Regions from separate parts of the Mus musculus genome. Here all the other regions are linked to region 2. Evidence: chromatin contacts called from public Hi-C data. All regions are on one chromosome and are shown on one strand. Each heading gives the region's core, a stretch centred on a gene start, on an enhancer-like site or on the middle of the called end of the contact. The rest is flanking DNA. Distances are from core to core; before and after follow the strand shown.

Region 1 (4,324 bases), core at 1,475-3,974, 280 kb after region 2:
CATACAAATAAATTTAAAATTCAAAGGCGAATACTCAGAATATTACAAGTAGCATTTAGAAGCCAGTGACTAGGAAATCACAACCAATAATCCGTTTAACAAATACTCGTTGAATGCCATGTATAAGCCAGGCATTATCCTAGAACCCAAAGAGAAGGTCGAGAACAGGGAAGACATGGGGCTTGTACTGTAATGTGTGAGAACAAACTAAATTGCAATGGTAGATCATTGCTATGTTTTAAACAAATAAAAGCTAGTCTGAGGAGGTAGCTCATTTTGTAAAGGCACTTGTCCCCAAACCTGGACAATTGAATTCGATCCATGGGATTCACATAGTGGAAAGAGAAAAAGAAATCCCTCACACACATTGCCCTTGGACCTACACATGTGTACTAACACACACACACATATACACACACACACTACACACACACACAGAGTCAGTCAGTCAATCCATCTACATAAAATAAAGCATTGTGAGATAAAACAAAACAAAACAATGTGGTTAAATTTTGGAGAGGCAGAAGGGCCCTACTCTATGAGCTCAGAGTAGAATGATATGAAGCGCTTTTGAGACTGTCTGATATCCAAGGTCATTTACAGAAAGGGAAAAGCCAGGGCTGGAACTGGAGAAAGGAGGAGCTGAAAGGTTCGAGCCCCATGGAGAAATGATGAAAATGTGCTGTGGTGGAGCCGGATTCCAGCGCTGTCTGAGATACAGCAGGGTAGGCAGCAACCGGAGGGCACATGTGTTCATTGCTTCTCTTGTGTCTATGAGCAGATACAAAGACAACTTAAGGAAGTAGTCATTGTAGTTGATCACTGTTTGAAGGAGGGTATGGGAAAGTATGGCCCAGGGAGTGTAGGGGTCTAGACACCCATATATGAATGTATGAATAATACTGTGTCCTTCATCAGAAAACAGAGAGTGTGCATGCTCATTATTTAAATTACGTGTATGGGAGTGTCTGTGTGTGCCTATGTATTCATTAGACTTAAGTGCCAGTGGCATCAGAGTTACAGGAGATTGTTAGGTCCCACAGCATGGGTGCTGGGAACTGTGCCAGTTTCTCTGCAAGAACAGGAAGCCCTCTTAACTGCCCAGCCATTTCTTCAGCCTCCCTTGATTATTCAGCCAGAGACCTCAACCCATGGAATGATACCACCTGCCTTCATGACACACCTCAGCTCCTCCTTGGTTAAACCTCTCTGGAAGCAGACACATCCAAGGGACACACAACTCCCAGGTCATTCCAAGCCCAGTCAAAATGACCCTGAAGATAAACCCCAGCAGACTACATTCTGGCTATGGGAAAGAACATCATCTAACCAAGGCAGGACAGCCAGGGCTACACAGAGAAACCCTGTCTCGAAAAGAAAAAAAAAAAGGAATATCTGATTTACATTTTAAAAGACCAATCTGGTTGCTACAGTGGCAAGTGAAGCCCCTCTTTGGGGAAAGGTGGCAGTAAGAAACTGCCGACAAGATATTTTGGGTATCCAGGTGAAAGCTGATGAATGGTGGCTTGTCCCCGAGAGGAGCTGCAAAGATGGCGAGGAAGCGACAGATGCAGACTATTTTGGAGGTAAGCCAACAAGAATTGGAAGGGGATGGAAGATACTATTTCTAAATAAAGAATACAACAGTTCCTATCTTTAGTTCAAAAGCCTTTTATGTCAAATGATATAGCAGCTAATAGATCCACTCTAAAAATATACTTAATGTACATTTATGCTAATATTAAAGTTCTTTAGGCCTTTAAAGTTTTTCTATCATAAAAATAGTGCATGCTTATGAAAGAAAAATTCCAGATACAGAAAAACAAAAGTTAGAATATTATATATATATATATATATATATATGATACAAGTTTTTTTTTCTGAAAAATTATGGTTTGATCTTGCATTGTGAGGGCGCCAAATCAAATTCCTTTCTCTTTCTCTGTCCCTGTCCCTCCTCTCCCTCTGTCTGTCTGTGTGTGTCTCTCTCTGTCTCTGTCTCTCTCTGTCTCTGTCTCTCTGTCTCTCTGTCTCTCTCTGTCTCTCCCCCCCCTTCTGTCTCTGTTTTTTTTTTCTCTCTCTCTCTCTCTCTCATTTGAAAAACTGCAGTTTAACCACAGCAACACAATAGCTTCCTGTAGATCTATTTTGTGTATCAGAGATACCTTCCCGGGGGGCAGACTGGGGCTAGTGGAGTTCCACCTCTCCCAGACCTTAACTTAAGAACTTCACTGGCCTGCTACACAAATCTATATCTATTCCTGTTTTGATGGGGAGGAGGAGGAGGAGGAGGAGGAGGAGGAGGAGGAGGAGGAGGAGGAGGAGGAGGAGGAGGAACCCCAGTTATTGACAGCAACATTTGCCTGAGCAAGGATGAATAATTCAGGTCAGTGGGGGAGCTAGTTGGAAAACCTTTTAAAAGGGCAGTCAAGCCTGTGTTTAGAATCCAGCTGATGTGTGGCCTGTTTCTGTAGGAGGGCCCTTGAGTTCTGTTATTTTTAATGCATTTGCCCTATACCCCTCCGCAAACTCACCCATGCACTAGGTTCCCTATTTGACCTTGTCAATTTAAAACTTAGGATGCGGTCGATTGCTGCACGGGATTGGCGAGAGTGAGTGGTTAGGGGACACAGCAGGGGCACGGGACCCTAAGGTCCTGCGCAGAGAGAAGAGCCGAAGGCTAGGCTGGTCTTTCAGCAGCGTCCCATCCCAGGCTGGTGAGGTAGCGCGAGCCAGTGAGCTGTAAAGTGGCAGGAACCTCCGCGCAGCATCCTCTCCCCTGCCGCGCGCAGTAATGGATCTCTGCGTCCTAAAAGAGGAAGATAATACCGGGTTTAGCTTATAAATAGATGGTTGTATGCTCTCCCTGCGAAGCATTGATTGAGACAGCCAAGCTGACTATTGATCTAATTTTAACTTACATTTTAGCCCTCACGCTCCCGCCTTCCTGTCAGTGCTCCGGTGAGTGACCGGCATTAGCCAGTGAAACCGCTAGAGGGCGAGCCGCTTGCCTCCTGGGCTCTATGGGTCTGGCCTCTATTTATGCAGACTAAACAATGCTAGCCTTCATCGAATCTGAAAGATAGGAGTTTGCTTTTCTCGCGCTGGGATGACCTCATCACTGATGAAAGTCAGAGAAAAGCATAGAATTGGACGACTGGCAGCAGAGAGAGATAAAGCTTGCAGTTAACCTCCTCCCACTCCACCACTTCCACAGAACACCAGGCATGTGCTTCCTACCCAAACCTGGTGAAACAGTGAGGGCAGACGAAGGGAATGAGAAGTTCTCGCAGTTGTCACTCCTGTGAAACAATCACGGTGTAAAAAGTTCATACTGCCTATGCCCTGCCTTTACTGAGATGTCACTAAATGCCAGTACGAGGCCGACCTCCAGGCAAGTGACTTAATTTAAAAATATATTATTTCAGGCCAGCCTAGGCTAGAAACTGAGACCCTGTCTCAAAACAGCCAAAACAAACAAAACACTATATATGTGTGTGTATTCATTATTTCTAAACATAATTCATATTGTCAAGGTTTAATGAATACCAGCAATTTCATACTAGTGGTTTATGTAGCTCAAATCTTGTGGTATTAATAGGGTTGGGAATTGAAGCCCACCACTTTCTCGTTCATTACCTTTTGAATCATGGAGTATTGGATACAATGTGTGGGGGTGCCAGCTATGATCAGGTTAGGCTGATCTAGATCAGGCTAGCCTATGGGCATGCCTGGAGGGGCTTTTTTCCTACTTAGGTTAAATGGAAAGACCCAGCTCGGTGTACACAGTACTATTCTCTGGCATTTGGGTCCTAGGCTGTATTAAGTAAAGCAAGGAAAAAACCCCACCAGAAACAGAATGCATACCTCTCCAGACGTTCCCACCTCGCCCTGAGCTTCCTCAGCATTTAGACCTGCCTTTCCTGATTGAATAAAACATTATTCGTAAGAGCTAGTGGCTGCCAAGCATCTGTTTCAGGTCAGGCATTGTGCTTGCCATTATAATTACATTCATTACCTCATTAAATCCTCAAGAAAACCTATCAGATTCTATTATTAACTCATTTTAGAGCTTAAGAAGCAGGCTACAGTCTTTGCCTAAAGTGGAGTACCTAGAAAGGGACAGAATCCTTGTTGATTCTGTGAGGGATTGCCTAGATCAGGCTAGCCTGTGGGCATGCCTAGGAGGGGCTTTTTTCTTTCTTAGATTAATTGGTGTGGAAAGACCCAGCCAACCGGCCCGCTGTATGCAGTGTCTCTGGGGTTGAGTCCTGGGCTGTATTAGAGTAAAGCAAGCAAGCACAGGTGAATTTATTTCTCTCTG
Region 2 (4,240 bases), core at 1,161-3,660:
GAATATAGTATTTAATAAAGTACTTAAAATTATCATGTTCAGAGAAGTGTTCACTGGCATTACCAATGGCATACTGCTGCCTGGTGGCTCATTAGTATTTTTTGTCTAAGTGACACATGGATCATGTGTATCCTGTGACCCTCTGGACTACTGACAGAGGACTGGTACCTCTGAGGATGCCCAGAGCTGGTACCATTCTACAGTGACCACTAGTACTTACATATTAGAGAAGCTAAGAATAGGAGTTAGAGTTCTTCGTAGGAAGCCAAACTTTCTTGCCTCATCTCTAGAGTTGATATTACCACCTCCTTAACTGTAAAAACAAGAAAGTTCAGTATCCACGTTAACAGGTGAAATCTAGTATTTGAAATAGTAGCTCTGCCATATTTGGCTCAGCTACTGTAACGAGGGAAACGATGCCTATGCCTGTGTCTGCAACCTATGCATTCACATGGAGTCAGCTCTGCAAACATGGTTCTGTAGAAGCCACCATGATGAATCCCATGGTCACCCTCTGGTAGTGACAGTCCTTTATTAGGCACCCTACTCAGCAATTTTTCTAGACTATGATTTCTAAGTCAGCCACATAAGCATTATTGAAGAGTAGCTTTTCTGGGCTGGGGGTCTGGGTCAGTTAGCACAGTTCTTGTCTGACAGGCAGGCTCTGGATTTGATCCTCAGCACTATAGAAACAAGTTGGTGATGCACACCTATGATGTAGCTCTCCAGGTGAAGCAGGGGACTGAAGTTCAAACTCATGGACCGGCAAGATGACTCAGTGGGTAAAGGCTCTTGCTACTAAGTCTAATAACTGGGGTTTTATCCCCAGCTCCAGTGGTTTGTACACATGTGTACACCTAGACACAAGTGTGCACACATAGACACACACACACAATAGGTAGGTAGATAGACAGAGAGACAGACAGATACCCTTCATTAGTTTGAAGAAGTAAAAATCACTTCATAGTAAATTTTGACTTAAAAATGCTTACGTTTATTTTTATGTTTAGGAAAAACATATTAAAATATAATTTTAAATCCTAGTACCTTTCTTCCCTAAATTTTTCTTTTTCTTGGCTCTTACTTTCTAGATATATAACACATTTATACACAGACACCTTTGGTGTTCACTAAAACTCCCAATTAGTTTAGATAAGAGAAAAGTTGATTTCTATCATAAACTACCACCCAAGACAATGGCAGTCAATACAATGGCAAGTAAGACAGTTCATTTAATCTATAAAAGGGAGTAATCCACAGTGGGATGATAGGCAATATGGAGCTCCTCTGCTGTGCTCAGTGCAATAGCCAAATAGAAAATGTGAAACAACTTCTTTGCCTAGGTTCTGTTGTAGCTGTGGATGCCAGAGGTCAACATGTGTCATTTTTGAGATAAGGTTTCTCACATGGATGTCACCAATAGCTTCATTGACCAGCGAGTTCTAGGGATCTCCCTCCCTCCTCCTCTATCTCCCAGTGCTGGGTTCGCAAGCACATTTGACCACAGCAGGCTTTGTAGTGGGTGCTGGGGATCTTCCTACTGCACGGCAAGCCGTTTACCTACAGAACCACCCCCCTTCCCCATTCCCTAATTATATGCTCTGCAAGGGTCTAGAGCATTGGTTCTCAACCTGTGAGTCAGGCCCCCATTTGAAGGTCACCTAAGACCATTGGAAAACAACAGATACTTACAGTCTGTAACAATAGCAAAATTATAGTTACAAAGTAGCAATGAAAATAATCTTACAGTTGGGGGTTACTACAACATGAGGGACTGTACTAAAGGATCACAGCATTGGGAAGGTGGAGAACCACTGGTCTAGAGGCAGGGACTACCCAACTACAAGTCTGTGCAATGCCTAGAATTCAAACATTGATATCTAAATTATCTTCTTAGAATTTTTTTAAACAAATGAAACCAACGCATTCCTTTTAGAGAACTGATTCCTAAACTGGGAAGGAAAGTATATATGTACCAAAAATGTCTGGCTCTGCCATAAAGTACTCAAAGTATGTTGGGGAAATATCCAATGAACAGCCAGATACAGAGACAAGTTGAGCATCATAATAATGAACTGTATAACCACAGGCCCATATAGATACGACTCCTTACAATAGGATGTCTGATGTGTGACAACGTGGATGCTGCACTTAGAAAAACACCAGCTGCAGGTACCATGCTAGCTAATTGGAGGGAGAATCATCAGTGAATGCCGAAACGACTAGGGGGAAGCTCGATGAGAAATGGGGTGACTGCATGGTTTCATTGTAGAAAAAGTAACCCACAAAGAGAGAAAACTGTCAATATACACTGGAAAATCCGGTACATACCACTTACATTAAGTTGATCAAAGTTAACATCACCAGTCTTGGACAACTACCGTTTACCACCTGAAGAGGGCACACAGTTGTTGGTCATACTGGAGATGCATAGCCTGAATATAATAACAAAATGACAGCCACGTCCCAGTTGAGAGGCTTGTACAAACAGCCTGTGTGCTTCAAAAGTGACTAGATGAGGTACAAGGACCAAGGAATTGTCCCTGACTATAGGGGAGAGCAGAAGCATGACACCTGAACACAGCACTGCTCTAGATTGGACCCTGGATCAGTAAGGAGATGTAGACTGGTGCTACAAAGTACATTTTAGCACAAAAGGAAAAGGTTGGGTAAGGTCTATACTTTAGAAAATTGCATCTTAATTTCTTAAGTTGGTTTTGAGCCGTGGTAATTGAAAAGAATTTATGTAAAATAGTACACATAATGATTTAGCCATAAAAGGGCATCATGCCAGCAGTGTAAATGGTTCAGGAGACGACTATGTGTGTATTGGGGGGAGGGGGAGCTAGAGTTGTATATAGAAAGATGAAAGTGATAAGTCATGACATAATAGTTCAATCCTGATTACCTTGATTGGATTCTGGCCCACATACAACATGTTCCATTACTATGTACAACTAGCATGTTAATTTAAAAACCTAACAGGCAGTATGGTTTTTGGATGCTATTTCTCAAGTCTCTACCAAGCAGGTGCCTAAGATTATGCTAAATTTAAAAGAATCACCATGACATAATATTGTTAACTAGTCATTAAAAGCTTTCACTAAAAAAAAAAACAATAGAAATTATGATAAATTGTTACCATATTGAGAATCTGGGAAACAGATATGTAGAAATCTGTTGAACTGTTGCAGCTCTCCTGTAAGTCTAAAGTAATAGTTCATACAGGTGACATGCAACTGGGCAGCCTCTCCCCCGAATATACCATTCATTTATTAGAACAATATGATCTTCCGTTGAGATGCTGTAGTTCACCGATAAAACAAAGTTATAATTGTATTCACTGATCAAATTGAACAAATTCTCAATCAATCCAAACAAGGTTTCTCCACCTCCCCCTTTCCCTTTCCCTTAAATTTGCAAGCAGTGCTTAGGTTTTTACTTTTGTGGTTTGTTTTTTAAGAGTATCAGAACCTCTGTTGGAAGGGTTCACAGAGAACATGCCCATGCAAATAGGTATGAGAACCCTATGTCATCTGGTGCTATGCCCCATCCCTTCACGGGTTTCAAGAGAGCCTGTGTGAGAACACGAGACGCCTGTGGATTTGGCTCAGAGCTCCCAGCATGGATGATGAGCAGGCACTCTGTGCTCCCTGAACACAACACAGTATGAAGATGTAGGCTTCCAGATGATCCACTGGCCATCCTAAAATTGGGCCAGACGCTGTTCTTAAAATTTGTGTACAAGTAAGAAAGGTCTTGAGAGGACTAAGAGTGTAGCTCAGTGGCAGAATGCAAGGTTATCATGCAGAAGGCAATCTGTTGAGGTCCTAGCTACAACCCCCGTTAATATGTTTTATATATTTAAAACAATGTTACAATAGAATTTTAGAAGGTGGAATTGTGTGACCCTGTTTGTGAAATTACAGTGATTATAGCTTCATTTTTTTCCAACTTAATGTGTCTAACAACTACAAACCTTAAACTGCTTATTCTTAAATTAGAAATTTACTCTGTTAAATAAATAAGAATGATTTGAATTCACATTTTTATAGGCTGTTTTATAGAATTTAAAATGCAAGAGGGAGAGCAATGGCCACCTCATATTAACAGATCTAAGTAATGCCTCGAGCATTAGAATCCTGTAATTGTGTAATTTTAATTCAGGCACAAAATTCTAATCTGATTTATGGTTCCACTCTTAGCACCTTGTTTCAACCCAGAGTGTCCCCTTTATTAT
Region 3 (4,369 bases), core at 1,768-4,267, 440 kb after region 2:
TGGCTTGAATCAGCACTATAGAAAACGCTGAATATATTTTTAGGTCCCTAATTCATTGCTTTGAATATCTAATAATCTGGCTTGTAATGACATGAATAGAACAGCGTGAGTTCACCCAGATCCATCGAGTAGCTTTGAAAGTCTAGGCTCTTCTGGAATTTACTTAAGACTGTTTGGGGGCGTTCTGATGAAAAGCAGCTAGTACCCCTAAACATTACCTCTCCTCTCTAGAGATTCAGACACACACTTGGAGAAACAGCTGTGGCTGTAGAGCATGAAATAGGGCATGTGTGGAGGTGAAAGTTTCAAAAACACACCAGGTCTTTATTGAGAAGCAACACTTGGCTTATAGTCATTTGGAGGCCAGCGCAGCCATGGTGGACATTTGCTGGCTCTCACAACCTTGACTTAAAAGATCTTGCTTCTTACCCAAAGTACCTCCTGCTGGTGATACTCGGCCATCTGCAGTCCTGACAAGGTGTGTGATCTTGGTTTTCCTTGCTTTTCTCTTTTGGCTGCCAACCAAAGGTTCTTGCATTGTTGTTGGCTCTGGAGTGTTGGGAATGGATAGGGCATTTTTAACCTTAAAAGCAGGCTCTGTGGTGCTTTTATCTTCGGAAAATATGGCTGAAATAGGATAAACACACAGTTATACACAAAGCCATAAGGCATCAGCACCATCCTGGAAAAGACATGTTTCTGTATGCCTGACCCATCTGAATGGCAAATTTACACTCATTTCCAAAACATTGACAGAAAAGAAAAAAGAAAGAAATGAAAAATTCCCACAATTTGTTTGCTACTTATTTATATTTTCCTTAAATTTGTAGAGGTTGCAAACACATCCTCTCATGCCTCTTTTACACTGTGAAGGACTAGATCACGTATGAACAGCAGGCATTTCATGAGTGACCTGCCTCCCACCAGTGACCTCCACCCTCAGCTCCCTCACTCCCTCTTCATCATCTTTGGATTTGGTACAGTGTTTGATCTGGTAGGTGGAGGTATTAATGTATGCAAGCCTACTGCCTGTATCCTAAGAGATCACAAGTTCTGGGTGTGGCCAGGGCACCTTTCTGAGACCTTCTGGGCCAGTACAGTTGGGTAGGATGATAACAGTACTTTCTTGTTTGAAGACATAGAGATTAAATATGTACTTCTTATATTCACATTAACAGCTGGGACATTTACCTTGAAGCACCAGGCTGGACAAAGTAGAAAAACTGTGAGGCTTAAACTTTTCTCATGCATACAGACTTATCAGATAAGGATAAGATAAACATTGGTAGGGTCAGCATGCAAATGGGACTCTGAATTCTTGGACAGAGTGAACACACTTAATGAGATAATTGAATGAAGCACAGTTCATGGAGAGACTGGGTTTTGGCACTGTAATTACAAAACCAATAAATCATTTAATAACACAGGACTGAATTCTCAGTGACTACCATCAAGGGTATGGAAGGTACAGGCCATTAAAAGTCTTCTTCCTTGGTTTTGATTACATGGGAACACTTGTCCCACACACTAACTTCCTTATGTATTCCTCCTTCCACTCCCTTATTTTGAAATTAAAAAAAAAGAAAGAAACATGTAATTACAGTATAGTAATCATTAAAAAAAGTAAATATCCTATGGGACTAGAGAGGCGGCTCAGCACTAAGCCGAGTGGCTGCTCTTCCTGAGGACCTGGGTTTGATTCCCAGCGCCCATGTGGCAAATAATAACCCTCTGGAACTCCAGTCCCAGGGAATTCAATACTGTCCTTGGGCCTCGGAGAACACTAGCACACATGTAATATGCAGACATACTTGAACATAAAATACTTACACAAGGAGGCAAAACATCCATACATCTAAAATAAATAGATTTATAAAAGTAAAAGCAATCAAGTTTCATGATTGGTGCTTTTTTTCTTTTTTCTTTTTTTTTTTATGCCAGTGACTGAGCTAAGGTTTTGGACAGGAAAAACGTTAGTAGTCATTCAATCTCCTAATAGTAGGCACAGAAATCATTTTTGACAAAGAAAAGGGAAGACTAGGTCAGGAAATGACTTGGGAGGCAGAGGCCAAAGGATGTTTAAAGTTGAGGTCAACCTGCTCTACAGAGTGAGTTTTAGAACAACCAGTGAATCTTTGTCTTGAAAAACCAACCAACCAACCAACCAACTAAACAAAAACAAAAATATATGTACAGTATAAAAAAAAAGAGCAAGAGAAAAATCTAGTAAGAACAGCTCTAAGTGTGTGAAACTCACTGCTGGTATAAATACTCCTCTAAGTCTAATTGAAAATTTTAATCTAGCTCTATAGTGATTTTAGATATAGCCTTGACAAAAGAGGACTACAAATTAGAGATTTTTTTTTTTTGCCCTGGAAATCATAGATATCTGAAATGAAGAGGTTGATTCATACTCCAAACACATAGGAAAATTACTACAATTCCACCAAAATAGAGTATGGACTTCTTTTTGGCCGTGTATCAGTATCTCAGTACTGCAACACAAATGGCTGTGTGGGGACAGGCTTAAGGCAGCAATTACTGGTTTCACAGCACTGCCTCAAAACACCCGGTAAGCATGCCTCTAAGCACTATCGAAAGTATGGACTCCACAATCAGAGAAAAGGCCTTCTTATAATTTAGACCTAGTCCCAGGTTCAAGAGCAGAATAGCTTTCATCATAGGTACTCAGGCTTAGACTACTGGTTCTTTGCTTCTTAGCTTAGCATGGGCCAATGGAAATATATATGTAAGCTCTTTAAATATAAAAGCTTTAATAAAAAAATTTGCTACAATTTAGTTAGGAATAATTCAAGTAAGTTTAATGACTAGATAGCCTTAAAACTCAAAGCTTCAGACAAGGTGAAAGAAGCCCAACCTGGATTTGCAATGAACATCAAATAATGTCTGTTGCACTTTCATAAGCCTCAGCTTTGCTTATCCCTCCTGTCACTCTGGAGGGATTTCTGCTCAACTCCCCAGTGCCACTGCTACTTCACAGGTGGGGATCCCCAAAACATACTCATTTCCCTTTGCTAAAAAAAATCTAAAACGTGTGGTAAGAAGTGCAAAGCACAGGGTCCAACGGTGAAAAGAAAATTGTGTTAGGAAAAGAAAAGGCCAAGTGGTTTGTGAAACATCATCTGACTTCCTGAGATAACAAGATTTCAGAGAATCCAGCCACAGACACAAGGACTCATCTCCTCTTGAACTGCAGTTTACTAACTGTGGGACCATGTGTTTCTACATACAGATGTGAACTGGGCTGGGTTAACTCTAAAGAAGACACTCAGACCTAAAAGGGTAGTTTCGCCACATAGCCTACACTAACAGTTTTATAGAAAATAATGGTGTTGAGAAGAAGAAGCATCTTTGTCAGTCCAGGGTCCCAATTAGGAGGGACACTTGTGGATTAGCATTGTTTTAACTTATTGATTTTCACTGGTGAGCCCTGAGGTAACAGCATTCTACTAAGTATTGCTCTTTTGAAAGTCTCTTCAGATGACCCTGATAAAGACACATTAGAGACCAAAGGCATGGCTGCTAAAGGCCAGGTACAGGAGGAGAATTCAGGTCCACATGCAGACAGGAGTAACAGTCAAGTTCTAGATGTCAGCTTATTAGGAGAAAGCAAAGAAGTAACAAGTTACAGACTAGGTGCAAGGCAATGTATAATATAGTCCCATGGGAACTCTGTGTCAGCGCCCCCGAATGAACTTACACAGCTAAATCTATTATTGTTATTATCATTTCACCTAAACCTAGTATCAGATCTAGAAGAAATCATAGACCCTGCAGATTATTCATACCTGACAAAGGTATGGAATAAGAGCTAAGACCGTGTTAGAGAGGTAATGAATGGAGAGCTAAAGGTCTCACTTGCCCCACACTTTGCCTTGATATTAAATCCAGAAAACACAGCTATGCACAGAGGCCTATGTACAGGGTCACCCCCTCAGGGACAATCTACTAAGATGGAAGACCTGAGGACAGTAAGGGTGAGTCAAATACATAGTCCTCTGTGACAAAACAGTACTCAGCCACACCAACCAAAGCAAAGTAAGTGAGAGGCAGGGCATGTGGGGCACAAACTCAAACAGCTCGGGAGGAAATCAAGCCTTTCTTCCCCCACTCAAACAAGCGGATGTGTGAGGAAAGAAAGACTTTGCCATCCAAAGCACATTAGTCACTTCTCTTTAGACTTTTAATTGAACACACAAAATTCCTCAGGCACTGGAACAAGTCCACAGGGCTGGCTTTCACACTCGACAATAACCATAGCACACGTGAAGTGCATCATCTGAGGGTGATAATGCCAGCTTACTCCTGGAGCCACATTAAGACGGTGGCAGAAAGAGACGGCTTTGTT

The links. Hi-C and Micro-C count contacts between places; a contact is called where the count stands out from the background.
Region 1: a Hi-C map of the Ba/F3 cell line shows a contact between it and region 2, with 4 times the contacts expected there. The contact joins two enhancer-like sites. A contact is called at or near these places in 2 of 15 datasets of contacts at CTCF or cohesin (large pre-B cells and pro-B cells), 72 of 484 Hi-C or Micro-C datasets (B cells, the Ba/F3 cell line, the C2C12 cell line and 47 more), 14 of 115 datasets of contacts at active chromatin or transcription factors (the 230-238 cell line, CD8 T cells, DN3 thymocytes and 8 more) and 1 of 9 other capture datasets (embryonic stem cells).
Region 3: a contact with region 2 is called in a Hi-C map of Th2 cells, with 2.5 times the contacts expected there. The contact joins two enhancer-like sites. A contact is called at or near these places in 1 of 15 datasets of contacts at CTCF or cohesin (pro-B cells), 8 of 484 Hi-C or Micro-C datasets (Th1 cells, Th2 cells, bone marrow-derived DN3 thymocytes and 4 more) and 1 of 115 datasets of contacts at active chromatin or transcription factors (CD8 T cells).

What each region holds. Positions count from the first base shown.
Region 1 is chr16:50,043,232-50,047,555 of GRCm38.p6, forward strand. It overlaps Gm4827 (predicted gene 4827), which reads right to left. Exons shown (of 4, transcript NR_045935.1): 2 at 2,535-2,809. Among named protein-coding and RNA genes, the nearest start is that of Gm32101, 4.2 kb to the right of the region's middle. Within about 2 kb of position 2,725, at least 139 of the 459 cell types and tissues checked have an H3K27ac peak or open chromatin away from gene starts, as enhancers often do. A contact at or near this core is called in B cells, the Ba/F3 cell line, CD8 T cells and 10 more, where this site is marked.
Region 2 is chr16:49,764,086-49,768,325 of GRCm38.p6, forward strand. It overlaps Gm15518 (a long non-coding RNA gene), which reads right to left. Exons shown (of 5, transcript XR_003951928.1): 4 at 221-4,240. It overlaps Ift57 (intraflagellar transport 57), which reads left to right. Exons shown (of 11, transcript NM_028680.3): 11 at 1-1,041. Among named protein-coding and RNA genes, the nearest start is that of Gm15518, 9.7 kb to the right of the region's middle. Within about 2 kb of position 2,411, at least 42 of the 459 cell types and tissues checked have an H3K27ac peak or open chromatin away from gene starts, as enhancers often do. A contact at or near this core is called in B cells, the Ba/F3 cell line, CD8 T cells and 10 more, where this site is marked.
Region 3 is chr16:50,201,949-50,206,317 of GRCm38.p6, forward strand. Bbx (bobby sox HMG box containing) reads right to left here. Exons shown (of 17, transcript NM_027444.3): 15 at 430-627. Among named protein-coding and RNA genes, the nearest start is that of Gm4827, 130 kb to the left of the region's middle. Within about 2 kb of position 3,018, at least 26 of the 459 cell types and tissues checked have an H3K27ac peak or open chromatin away from gene starts, as enhancers often do. A contact at or near this core is called in CD8 T cells, Th1 cells, Th2 cells and 1 more, where this site is marked.